Linked DNA regions of Zea mays: region 2 is linked to region 1. A link is a contact called in public Hi-C data. All regions are on one chromosome and are shown on one strand. Each heading gives the region's core, a stretch centred on a gene start, on an enhancer-like site or on the middle of the called end of the contact. The rest is flanking DNA. Distances are from core to core; before and after follow the strand shown.

What was found. A called contact is a pair of places that touch in the nucleus more often than the background predicts.
Region 2: a Hi-C map of endosperm shows a contact between it and region 1, with 2.7 times the contacts expected there. The contact joins the enhancer-like site here to the promoter of LOC100191564 in region 1. A contact is called at or near these places in 3 of 25 Hi-C or Micro-C datasets (ear, endosperm and tassel).

Annotation. Positions count from the first base shown.
Region 1 is chr7:41,732,287-41,738,878 of Zm-B73-REFERENCE-NAM-5.0, reverse strand. LOC100191564 reads left to right here and starts at 4,906. Exons shown (of 16, transcript NM_001316917.1): 1 at 4,906-4,973; 2 at 5,052-5,268; 3 at 5,410-5,468; 4 at 5,595-5,651; 5 at 5,747-5,781; 6 at 5,895-5,998; 7 at 6,163-6,238; 8 at 6,458-6,516. The coding sequence starts at 5,084. LOC100285004 reads left to right here. Exons shown (of 3, transcript NM_001291580.2): 3 at 3,728-4,008. The coding sequence ends at 3,750. It overlaps LOC103632284 (a long non-coding RNA gene), which reads right to left and starts at 5,403. Exons shown (of 2, transcript XR_555798.4): 1 at 4,891-5,403; 2 at 3,789-4,438.
Region 2 is chr7:42,361,303-42,367,584 of Zm-B73-REFERENCE-NAM-5.0, reverse strand. It overlaps LOC103632288 (SUPPRESSOR OF ABI3-5), which reads left to right. Exons shown (of 16, transcript XR_002263496.3): 2 at 2,981-3,109; 3 at 3,301-3,341; 4 at 3,563-4,310; 5 at 4,398-4,469; 6 at 4,555-4,647; 7 at 4,721-4,800; 8 at 5,698-5,848. Among protein-coding and RNA genes, the nearest start is that of LOC103632288, 8.6 kb to the left of the region's middle. Within about 2 kb of position 4,879, at least 1 of the 20 cell types and tissues checked has an H3K27ac peak or open chromatin away from gene starts, as enhancers often do. A contact at or near this core is called in endosperm, where this site is marked.

The DNA.
Region 1 (6,592 bases), core at 3,657-6,156:
TAAATGCTATCCTATTACAAAGGAAGAGTTTGTTCTCATGCTATCTTACAGATGGAAGGTGCGAGGTTGACCTAAATCTCCTGAGCTTCGTTGTGCTTCTGACTCGGAGGGTAAACAGTGTCCCATTCCGCTACCTTGAACGCCATGGAGCTTGTGGTAGACGACTTGGGTCTTGGTGCTGGTGTTGAACCCCTTCGAAGCATGGGATGTCCCTGTGAGGGTCTTCCACGGCCGACGGGTTGTCTTTGTCGTGCGAGGTTGATGCCGTTGTAGCCGCCGTTGGCATGATACCTTTTTTTGCCCTGTCTCGGTACTACTCCCTCCGTAGGCGGGCATGATGGGTGCCGACGACGGCTATCTCGGACCCATGGGTCCTGAGCTGCTGGTTTGCATAGTATTACCCCGAACGCCATGAAATTGTGCCGTAACCGACGTGTCGGGCCTTGGCGATGCTCGAGGATGAGGTTAGGCGACGGTCGCTTGGCTGCCGAGGGCGGAGAGGTGGTTGGCGCTCCCTTCTGCCCCTTCGTAGGTGCTATCTCCCTCCTGACCCGAAGGGCAACCAGCAGCCTCTTGCTCCTCGGCGATGTCCAAAGGCGATGCTTAGGGTGGAGTCAACAACTACTCTGAATGCCATGCAGCCGAGCCTTCCAGCTTGACTCAGCGTGTCCCGAGCGTCATAGGCTTGAGGCCGACGGGTTGGGTCTCAGCGCCCGCCTTGACCCCTACTGGTGCACATGGTTAGCCTTCATGAGGGTTTCCCATGGTCGGCAGACTACCTCGTCATGGCGAGGTTGGTGTAGCCATGCTGTCGTCCTTCAGGCTCGAAGGGTGAGCGGTAGCTCGTTGCTGCACTGAACACCATGAGCTTGAGGCTACTAGCCGATACAACCTACCCCGAGGCCCCAGCGCCATGGCCTCGTGCTGTGACCGTCGAGCTGGGCCTTGGTGGAGCAGAGCCTGGCAATAGGTTGTCGTAGTGGACTGCGCAGGTCTTGGCGTTGCCTTGCCCTTGAAACACCACCGGTACGAGTTTTGAGTCTCAAGAGAGGACCACCTCGACCGACGACAGTTCCAAGGGTGCGAACCAGGCTTGGTTGAGGGCGATGCCAGCGCGAGCCCGCGATGGCTCTCGGCCTCGCCCTTGTAAGGCCCCAGCCAACTTGCCTCCTCTGCCCTGATGAGGTTGGCGAAGGCGCATCCTTTACTGGCTTGCTTGCTGGGTTCTGCTGGTACGGTTGGAGCCTGAGCACGCCATGGTGCTCGAGCGGAGGCTAGCAACGAGGACCGCTTCGTCCGCTAGGGGCTGGGCGTAAGTCGGCATAGCATGCCATGCGACCTCTATTGCGCCCCATGGCACCCTACCATTGGATTCCAGTGAGGAAACCATGTTAACAACGACGTAGCCCTTGTTGTCATGGCTTCCTGGAACCCATTGGTAGGTAGGAGTCACCCCTTGGTGGGGGAGGGACAACTCCACGTACCATGGAACACAGTGGCCGACTGGAGGGGGATTCCCCTTTGGTGCTTGGCTGCTGGCCTACGGTGGCCATCTTGAATGCCACTGTGAGCGGCTGGGGTCGACGACGGCAACCTCAAGCGCGGTGGAGCTTGGCGGGGTGCTGATGGGAGCAGCCTCAAACGCCATAGGTGTGGCCTCTGTTGCCCCTTGCTTGATGGCAGCAACGCACCTGCTAAAACGCTGCTTGAGATCAATGGCGAGTCGTTTGAGGCGTCGCTTTTCTGCCTTGTGCCAAACGTCGGCGACCTCGCTCTGGCTGAGCTTGCCGGAAGGCGAGTGAGATGTCATCTCAATCGGAGGGCCATGCTCTGGTTTCCTGCCCCCTACCTGGCACGCCAAATGTCGGAGGGGAGAATCCTCCGGCCGGGTGGCAGATTGCACCTGCCCTAATCCTTGGATGAGGAGTAGGTTTACGTGATTGTCTGACCTTCTAGATGAACGCAAGAACACAAGGGTTTATAGTGGTTCAGGCCACCGGAGCGTAATACCCTACATCCACTGCGAGTTATATTGCTTGAGAACTGGGGAGATGAAGGTCTGTGTGTGAATTGACCTCCCTTCGCTACGGAGCAAGTGCTCTTCCTTTTATATTCCAAGGGATGCACGTTACAGGAAGTTCAGGCCCTGACAGGTGGGCCTAGGAGAGTTTACAGTATAAAATGGGAAACAACTAGATAGAGTTTGACAATGCTAGATCTTCTTGAGCGCATATCCCTTCTTGGGCGCTGCATGATCTTCTGGCGTGTCCTTATCCTGCTACCTTGTCCCGTTTAATCGGAACACATGCCTTGATGTAGGATGCAGCATAGCTTGATACGCTGCTCGCGTAGGGTGTAACGGGCGGTGTCGTCTAGTCTTCTCCGTCCGTCTCTTCATGCCTCGGTAACGCACGAAGCAAAGTGGAAGTCATAATGAAGGGCGCCCAAACGACGTATTGGGTCAATGCCCTTGACTCGGTAAAGTGCGGGTAAAAGTAGAATCTGCACGTTACAGGCCTGAGGCGCCGCATACTCTTAATGCTAGGGACACGCTACATGCCATTGATGTGGGCAACTATGTGTCCCTTCTGTAATCAATGCTGTCAGGCCACGTGTCAGAGGCCTTCGTTAGGCATCGTCTGGTGGCTTACGCTAGGGGCGTCTGGCTACATGTTAGCATCGGACCCCTGCCTGGGTGAGAGGCAGACCTAGAGATAAGTGACGACACTTTTTCCCAAGTCTTTCCTGACCATGGGCTCGAGGCGTACGGGAGGGGACCTGGGCTACTGCCGCCCTTGTTTGGACACGTGGTGGCTCTGGACCTCACCTGACCTGAGGTTCGGATGGTGTGTCTTACATGGCCGTAGTCGTTCCGAAGACTTGGTGCTGTAACCAGAGAGTGCCTACTCCTCCGGGACATTATGTTCCCTCTGGATCCCTTTGTCTGGGGATCCATCGGGTCACAAGGAGGTTCGGGTCCTATTTGTAGGATTCTAGACCTATAGTTGAGGTTGTTGATTCCTCCCTTTATGGGGCTTGATGGAGACGACGATCCAGAGCAGGAGGCGACCTGTGCTGGGCCGGCAGGCCTTGAATTTCTTAATGATGGCCCCCAAGGGCTGACCTTGACATAACAGGAGTGGGTACCCCGAATTTCTTAATGATGCCCCCCAAGGGCTGACCTTGACATAACAGGAGTGGGTACCCCGTATTCTGGGTACCGACACTTCCAAAGATATCTATGGGGCTGACATAATTGCACTACAATACAACTGAACCTAATCATCTGTGGACTTCGTTGACTCCGTAATGCAAAAAGGACATGTTCAATATCAATGATGAAAACAAGCATTTGTTCTTTTAGATATTGCAGTCTGTATTGCCTGGTGATTAAACTTCCAAGATGCATTTGTTGTTGCTATAGAAGTATGGAAAACACCATGCAATACACAGGAACAATTCTAGACACTGAAAAATTGGTAGCTGAATCGAGTGAGACCTCATGGTTGACAATTCTAGATGCATAAAACGTTAGCTGAATCGAGTGCGCATTTAGAGCTCATGGTTGACAATTCTGGCCACTTATAAGACGATGGCTGAATTTGGTGTGAAGTTTGATGTCATGCTTTATTAGACTATTAGATTGATACTTCTGAATTCGATTTCTATTTTGAATTTGACCTTTGTTCCTATGTGGGCCTCACCAAACGTTATGTTTCTTGTACAGTTGTCCAATATGAAGCGCGCTGAAGAGTGAAGACAAGGGAAAACACTGAAGATGGTTGATCTATTACTCGCCACATTACCTATGTAAACAGTCTTCTGGGGGAAATGAAAATGTCAGACTTAACGTTTGTATGTCGTGTGCCTCCTTTGAACCTGAGCTGTATAATTTGTAACGCTTGAACTGGGGACTGATTTGAGAACTGAGACACTGCAGCAATATGTTGATGGGTCCTAAGTGGCGAATCTAATGCATGCGTGTTATGCCAGCGTTATTTTTGGTTACTTGTTTGCCTCCAACGGTCCAAAAATGATGGGTGTTGAGCAGAGGTATATCTATTTATACGGCTGGAGGGTTGCTTGCGTCCATAGTTACGCCGTCGTTCATCCATTCATTCAGAAGTGATGAAAACTGTGACGGACTGACGGGGTGTGATTCGGTTGTATGCTTGTATTGCTAGATTACTTTTTTTTTGCCTGTACATTGACAACACATTTGCCGTTCATAACCAGTCACGGCGAAACTTTGGGTTCGTTCGAAATCGCATTTTAATTGCCATACCTGTTGTTTTGATTTGAGAAATCATATTTTAATCGCAGGAGGCAAGCAGACCAAATCACCGCATGCAGGGCGCCCACAACAAGCTGTCGTCCACAACAAGCTGTCGCCCGTGTGTCACGGCTTTTAATTGAGCGATTCCCGCGCACCTCTCCCCTGCCATGGATGCAAGAGGATCTCAAACAGATTAGCTCATTCAATGCTAAAAAGTGCCCCCGCCCCCTGCATTTTAAATTATATTATTTGGTATACACTACATAACGAAGCATAATTATAAGACGTCTTGATTTGTATGCATTATTTTTGCATATCCAAATACATAAAATCTAGGCATACAGAAGAAAAAAAAGCAAAACGTCTTATAAATACGAAATAGATTGAGTACACAAAGAAACATAGTTGATATAACAGATTACTCATCGTGTCTCCTATTCTATCTCTAGTCTGCTATCTAAAAGTTCGAATTATATTGGTAATCTGTTAGGGAAGAAGAAGAAGGAAAAAGATATTATCAATAAATGAAGATCATCGGTAAACGAAGGCCATCAATTGTAAAAATTCTGTTGGTGAGTTGGAGATGGTTAATGCACCGGAAACTGAAAGCTTACGGCTACGTCCGACACCCCGGGCCCGTCACGCGTCAGACAAGCTGGAGTACCGCTGCCGCACAGACTGCAGCGCGTGCGCACTGGTACGCCCCCTTCTCCTCTTCTCCAGCGCACGCATATATACGGATACCGGCATGGTGACAAGCCCACAGAGTACGCAGGCAGGACGCGACGCAGCGCCGAAGCAACAAGGATGGCGCCCGAGATTCAGAGCCTGTGTCCGAGTACGACGGCCGCGCTCCTCCTGCTGGCCGCCTGCCTCGCCGCCGCGGTGGCAGCGCTCGACGCTGCGGACTACGCCAGGCCGCCGCTGCCTGCAGGCGGAGGCGGCCGGCGCGTCCTCTTCGCCAACGGGCTCGGGCTGACGCCGCAGATGGGGTGAGTGAGGAACGAAACCAGCACTCCGGATTCAGATGCATGCGCATGCGTGGCTTCCGCCGCTCCCCGGCTGTCTTGTCTGAGCCTTCCTTTCCGTGGGGTTTTCTTCTTCTCTTGTTGCGTTCTGTCGCCGCTTCGCAGGTGGAACAGCTGGAACCATTTCCAGTGCGACATCAACGAGGCGGTCGTCCGGAGCACCGGTCAGAGACCAGTACCCTCCAGCTCCTATCTGAAAAATCACCAGCGCCATTGTTGGTTTTTTTCTTTCTGATGATGATATGGCTATTGATTGATTCGCTGTCAACCTGCTTTGGGAACCCCCGCAGCTGATGCGCTCGTCGCCATCGGACTTGCAAAGGCTGGCTACACGTATGTCAACTTAGGTATCGCATCCTATCTCTATCTCTATTTCTCTATGGCTGCATCGGTTCAGTTGTCCAGTGTTACTGAAAGATGGCATCATTATTGGCTATTGCAGATGACTGCTGGGCGGATTCCGAGAGAACCAAAGAGGTAGTACGTACGAGTGCTGCTACGTGACCTTGTCGTCAGTTACTTTCAGTTAAATTCTTGCACTGCTGAAGCACGTGTTTGTTTAAGAGGAATGCTAATCGACTTGCTGACAGGGATACATGGTCGCTAACCCCAAGACATTCCCATCCGGAATCAAGGCCCTGGCAGATTACGTTCACAGCAAGGGGCTTAAGCTTGGCATCTACTCTTCCGCTGGGTACGTTCTCTCTCCCCCTCTCTTCTCCTTCAAACAAGTTCCGATTTTTTTGAAATCGCTCACAAGTGGGAATGAATTCACCCATAATACCAAAGTTTCCGCTACAAGGAATAGGATAAGTGTATCTGTTGAACTGAAACCGGACTTCTTTCCTTAAATTGCAGGACAAGAACTTGCAGCAACAGGATGCCTGGATCTCTGGGCTACGAGGAGAGGGATGCTAAGATGTTTGCGTCATGGGTACATACTAGATACTACACATGTTGAAACATCTGACAGTTCTTAGACTTTTTTCAGACATCCTCAGACTAGACCTTGTCGGTTTCAGTTCACAAGTAGAATTAGTCTACTGCTTCTTTTTATTATCAAGAACAAACAAACAATCAAACAAAAAAGAAGAAGAACTTTACCTTAGTTATTTAAAACTGTTTCTTCACTGGGCACCTGGCCTGTCTGCAGGGCGTTGACTACCTGAAGTATGACAACTGCTACAGAGACGGCACGCCTGAAACCGTGAGGTGCGGTTTCTGTTCACCTGCACATTCAGTTCGTGTAGCATTTCTTCTTGTTTCCATGTACCAGCCGTCGATTGTG
Region 2 (6,282 bases), core at 3,630-6,129, 630 kb before region 1:
GAGGATTACCACCAGTAGAGGACAGAGAATTAAGACGAGTCTCTTCAGCAAGTAAATCAGACAACGCCTTAGCCATTGTAAGAGTGTCAGAACCCTGAAGTAAACGAGCACGAAGAGAATCAAACTCGGCTCGAACGCCCATAACAAATCTGTAAGTGAAGAACTTCTCAATAAACTTATGAGCTGGACACGGATCAGCAGTACAAGCTGGCACCATAGATGTCAAAGCACTCATCAGACGATCAAAGGCTGAGTAGTACTCATCAATGCTCATATCATTTTGCTCAATAACATGTGTCTGCTGCATGAGAGTGTGTAATAGAGCACCACTGTCCTGAACAAAACGCTCCTTCAAATGAGACCAGATGGCTTTAGCAGTTTTAAATTTAGACAAACTCATAATCATAGACGGTTTGACACTGTTCACCATAGCAGCCATCATTTTACCATCATTAAGCTGCCATGTTTTGATATCAGCAGCATTGCGACGATCATCCGCAAGTATGGGTGCCGCATCAGTCAAATGAAAGAGTAATCCATGTCCTCTGAGTGCAGTCTCAACACAGAAAGCCCACTCCGGATAATTTTGTCCATCAAGAGTGATGTTGACCACAATAGCATTTGTCGTCATATTGAATTCAATGAAAAACAGGAAGAACAGGAGACCGGAAACCAAGCAAACCAGAGGAACCGCAGCTGACAGCAGCCCGAGTTGGACGACTTGACGAAGGTCCTGGTCGCGAAAGCCGAGTTGGACAGTCTGCCCACAATGGCAGCCACCGGCGCAGATGGCGACGAGGCAGGGCGCAGTAGACGGCGACGTAGATCCGGATCCGCAGAAGCGTGCAGCAGGCAGACGGCAGCCGGGCGCAGCACTGGCGAGGGACAGAGCCGGGCGCAGATGGAAGACAGAGCTGGGCGCAGCACTGGCGGGCGCGGCCTGACGCAGCAGACACGGCGGACAGCGCAGGCGGGAGAAGATCCGCCCTGGTGAGATCGGATCAGGGCTGGATTTAGACGAAAACCCTAACCCTAACCTGCTTTGATACCATGTTACTAACCTTGGTTAGGCGAGATAATTGCCCCCTCGGGTACTGTAGCATATATATAGGCAGACAATAATATATGGGCCTTATGGGCCTTAACAAAGGTGAGGTAAGAAGAAACCTCGTACAATTCCACACGAACCCACATACACTAGGCTATAGGGAGAAGCAGAAAATTAACAACAACAACAACAAAAGACATCTAGACCCGTGACCATGGAGACTCAAAATAAAGATTACCGACTGAATTACTGGAGCATAATTAATTTAAGGTTGCTATTTGCTTGCTATCCAGAGAAGCTGCTAAGGCCAGTCCCAACCCAAAAACTCTGTGGTACACCCTTCCGTCCTAAACACCTTGATTGTATGAGATTTACTCAATTTACATGTATTTATCTTTTGGTCATGCCATAGTTGTTAAGGCGTCACCTAAGCGTCGCCTAGGTGGTAATGCGCCCCGGCGACGTAAGGCTTCCCGCTCGCCTTACTCACGGACCAAAGGCGAGTGCGAGAGAGGTTGCCGCCTTGCCGGCGGCTGCAGCGGCTGCGAGCAGAGAGGGAGAGAGCGGTGAGAGAGGGAGAGGCTGGTCGCTGGGAGAGGTGGCTGGGACTGGGAGGGAGTCGACTGGGAGATAGATGGAGAGGGGGGATAGAGAGGAAATGGGCTTGACCTAGTTTTAATGAGCTAGTTGGGCTGGCTGGGCTAGTCTTTTTTTTAATCTTTATATTTTTATCTTCTTTATTATTATTTTTGCGCTAAATTCTTTCTCATATAATAATACCTTTTCTATTCTAAGTATATTTAAGGCTTCACCTCGCCTTTCGCTTTACCGCTTAAAAGGTAAAAGGGGGTCAGTGCCTTACCGCCTTAACAACTATGGGTCATGCCTAACTTGAAATTGAAGTCTCAAGATATGTTTTCTATCAATCAAATTGTTACATTTACTTCTCTTGCTGATCAACTTTTTCTGGGATACATTTTAGTTATAGGTGGATCATTAGCACTAGGCTGACTACCCTTAGTCCTTATCCTTGTGTGTGGTATAAAAAAAATAATAAGCCCATAAACATCTTAATTATAACCTTTGTGGTGGGACCAGCTAGGGAGATGAACTCATGAAAACCGACATGGATAATATCATTTACCGGGGCTTCTTTTCAATGTTTTATTGTGTTTTTGGGAAAACGGAAATTGAATAAGAAAACAACTGGGCCCATTTTCAAAGTTTTATCATGCTTTTGTGAAAAAAAATGGAAACCACAAATGTGGTGATGATAATTATTTCTACCATTTTAATGATCTATCATCTTGCCCGGAAATTCTTGACGGTATTGTTACCGATTTTTGCATACCTCACACTCCCATAGTCTTTGCTATTTTAGCCTGTCAATTATGTGCGGTTTACATGTGTGTTACATTCATATGTATAGTATTGCTTAGCTGTTTGTTTACTATAGTACTATGCACTATCGATTGCTGTCTGTTATCGACATGTTGTAATACTGGTGCCAGACTTACTTTCGTCAGTACCATTTTCATTTTTGTTTGTGGAGAAGTATGGAAGCTGAAACAATTTAGGCCTCTTCTGACAGTTTTGATCCCCACCCTGCCATACACTTTCATATGTTTATGTCAGAGTAGTCGTATATATTACTATTATACATTAATCATGTAAAAGACTATTACGATGTCTGATAAATTCCGTTATGTGTAAGGTTCTTGTTGTAGTGATGCTAACATATGACTGGATTCACAAAATACTCGCATTTTATATAGCCTCGTTTTGAACTAAGTAATTTCATTGGAATATAGCCATAAGTCACCAATTGAAACATTAACAATTTTAACAAAATTTAAATTATTATTGGTGGCCATATTGGGATTTCCTTCTGGTTAGGTGCTTAACTCTATCACGCTATGTATTTCTTTACAGGCTACACAGAAAAACCTGCACCCAAAAGTTGTAAAGCTCACCAAGAACCTTGCAGGATAACACAAGTGCTGAATTTTGGAAATGGATCATGGGCGTTATGCTCCACAACATGGATGGGAGAACAACAGTGTAATTGCAGTTTTTTCCTTTACTAACTACTGAAGATGATGAATAGCAGAATTTTGGCCTTGCGGTTGGCCTGTGTATCCAGCGTTAGTTGTAAAGGAGTTCAAGAAGAGGCTGTTGCTTAAATGGATTGGATTTACCTGCCTGTTCTGTAGAATTTGTTGCTGACTCGACTTATTCTGTTGAATCTACAGGCACCAAATGGGTATGGTGTAATTAATGAGCCAGATTTTAGGTAAGCCAGCTAGTCATTATAGTGTTATGTTAACTGGGGTATTCATTATTTCTGTAATACTGTCGAATCTTTTTTCTAATTTCTCTATTAAGCCGAGATATGTTTTTAACTTTTTATTTGGTACTGGGTTAATTCTTCAACAAGTTCTCTCCTTTTGTGTGTCATGCCTTTATAGTGCTTTGCCATATTACCATATATTCCCCTATTAACTTAATTTGCAGGTCTGGTGGATCCTACAATGCTAGGAGATCTGTGGATGAAGGCTTTCCTAGAGATTCATATGGAAGGGGTGCATTCTATCATGATACACATGATAGAAATATGTATGCATCACCACCCTCTGCCGGTGGAATGTGGTCTCAGCCTCGAAGGAATCATGATGAGGACTATGCAACTGCAAGAGACCATAGAAGGCATGACACTGATTATCGCAATGATGGAAAGCATCATGAGTTTGATTCATACAGAGGAGTTGATAGACTCCATGATAATTATCGTGCTACTGACAACTATTATGAATCTGGCAGTCACCGTGATTTTGGTGCTGATAGGAGCAAAAGGATTGGAAGCAGAGAACGGGCGGAGTTTCATGGTGAGTTTGAAGACCGGTACCGCAGTTCTCACCAAAGCAGGGAGGACAGCTATGAGAGAGATCATGAATATGGTCGTTATGGTTATGATTCGGATTATGAAAGAGGCAAGAGAGATAGTAGCTGGAGAAGACGTGATTCATGTGACAGCGAACGTGAAAGGAGTGGATTAAGTCGTGAAAGAGAGGAAAGCCCGTACACGCGCCATAGCCGTTCTCGATCACATGGGCGCGATGACCGATCAAGATCACGGTCTAGATCAAGATCTCCTCGTCCGAGAAGTCATGGTCGGAACCAAAGAGATGGCCTGTATTATGATAATCGATTTGACAGAAGAAGGGAATATGATTGGGATGATAGGGGGCATGGTGATTCAGTGGTATGGACATACTGCATACATACATACATACATTTGTAGCAGTGGGTTTGGAATTTACAAACCATGAGTTTGCATTCATGTTTGCAGGCTCCATCTGCCACTGTTGTTGTCAAGGGACTGTCCCTGAAGACTAATGATGATGACCTATATAAGATTCTTGTACAAGTTCCTCTTCATCACTTGTTGCACCGGTTGAAGGTGTATTTTCTGGTTCAATTTAATCATTTTGTCTGTTCTCTTGTAGGCTCAGTGGGGACCTCTACGCAGTGTGCGTGTGATCAGGGAACGGAATTCTGGCATGTCTCGTGGATTTGCTTTTATTGACTTCCCCACTGTGGTACTAATAAAACAAGTGTTACTACTCATCCAAACTTTCGTGTACTGTTAACAAAGCTGTATCCTCTCCACAGGAAGCAGCCCGTAGAATGATGGAAGCTACAGGAGAGAATGGTCTCGAAATTGATGGCAGGAATGTGTTCTTTCAGTACAGGTATAAGTGTTTTTCTATTTAGAAATAAGTATGTTTCACTGCCATCTTATACAAAGTCCTCCATTCTATGCAATCTCTGCTAGCATGCTGGTGAATGAATGAGTATGCAGTGCATGGCTGCACTTATTTGTTTTTTTTGTTAAATTAGTGTCTTGAGGAGTTGTATTATGCTTTTGGACTTGTCCTTTTATCCTTTATAACGAAATCTGATTCTCGGTGAAAAAAATTCAAGACTCCACCAAACACTTTGATTATTTCTGCCTTTTCTGAACTAGCACAATCGTGAATCGAAAAAAATCCCCATGGTACGGGAATTATAATAAAGTCTGCTGTAAGCCGAAACAAACAGGATACTCTAATTTCTCTTTCCCCACTATAAGCCGTTTGAGTTTTGTCCTAAATCAAACTTATCTGACTTTGACCGAGTTTATAGAAAAACACACCGAAATGTACATCATCAATTTTGTTGCACTGAAGTCTCCATGAAATGGGTCTTGATATTGCATTAATTTGAACCTGTAAATGTTATTATGCTTTTTTAAAACTTGGTTAAATTTAGAGAAGTTTGACTTAGGATAAAGCCATAAAGGTAAAGTGACATATAGGTTGGAATGGAGGTGAAGTAGTTATTTTGATGACATAAGGTCACATGCGATTACATTGATGCTAATTCAATTAAAATTCATTAATAAAAAGATTAAGCATTTCTGTAAGATTTCAGTGGGGAGAAGTGGTGCTACTTCGTTTTGCTACCATATGAAGGTGCTTGTGAGTTGTGACCCTTATATGTCAACACTGGTGTTGTCTTTCTTTTATTATTGTACTAGCCTTTTTGCTTATGTGTTTATATGAAAATTCCTTCCAGTGCAGTTAATTCTACAGTCTTTATTGCAGTAGTAAACCAACCGGGGGGATGGGTGGGCCTTCTCTTGGACAAGAAAATTTTACGAGGCCTACTTATGGGCACAGGACTGCTGCTGCACCGTGTGACTGGATTTGTACTATATGCGGATGTATGAATTTTGCCCGCAGGACCTCCTGCTTTCAGGTACTTGTAAGGATGCTGTTTTACATATCATATTTCCATCGCCCATGCCCCCACCCCCACCCCCACCTGAACACCAGCTTCTGTTCAATTTCTCATCGCATCTGCTACTTTCCTGACCATCGTGGCCTGTAATTTAATTGGTGAGTGGGTTAGGCCGACTCCAGCAGTTCACCCAAAGTTTACCCATAAGCACTGTTTTGCACTGTTCTGTACTGTAGACTGTACTGTTCGCAGAGTGGAGTTTGAATATAGGTATGGGTAAGCTGCTGGAGACAGTCTTAGTGGCAGGACAAGGTGATGGATTTTGTCTACTTGTTAGTTTGTTCTACTTAGGCCTTGTTCGTTTGTGCCGGATTGGTGGGTCGGAACGATTCCTAACCGGATTGCTTCTCTAATTTATATAAACTTTGATTAGCTGGAACAATTCCGGGTGC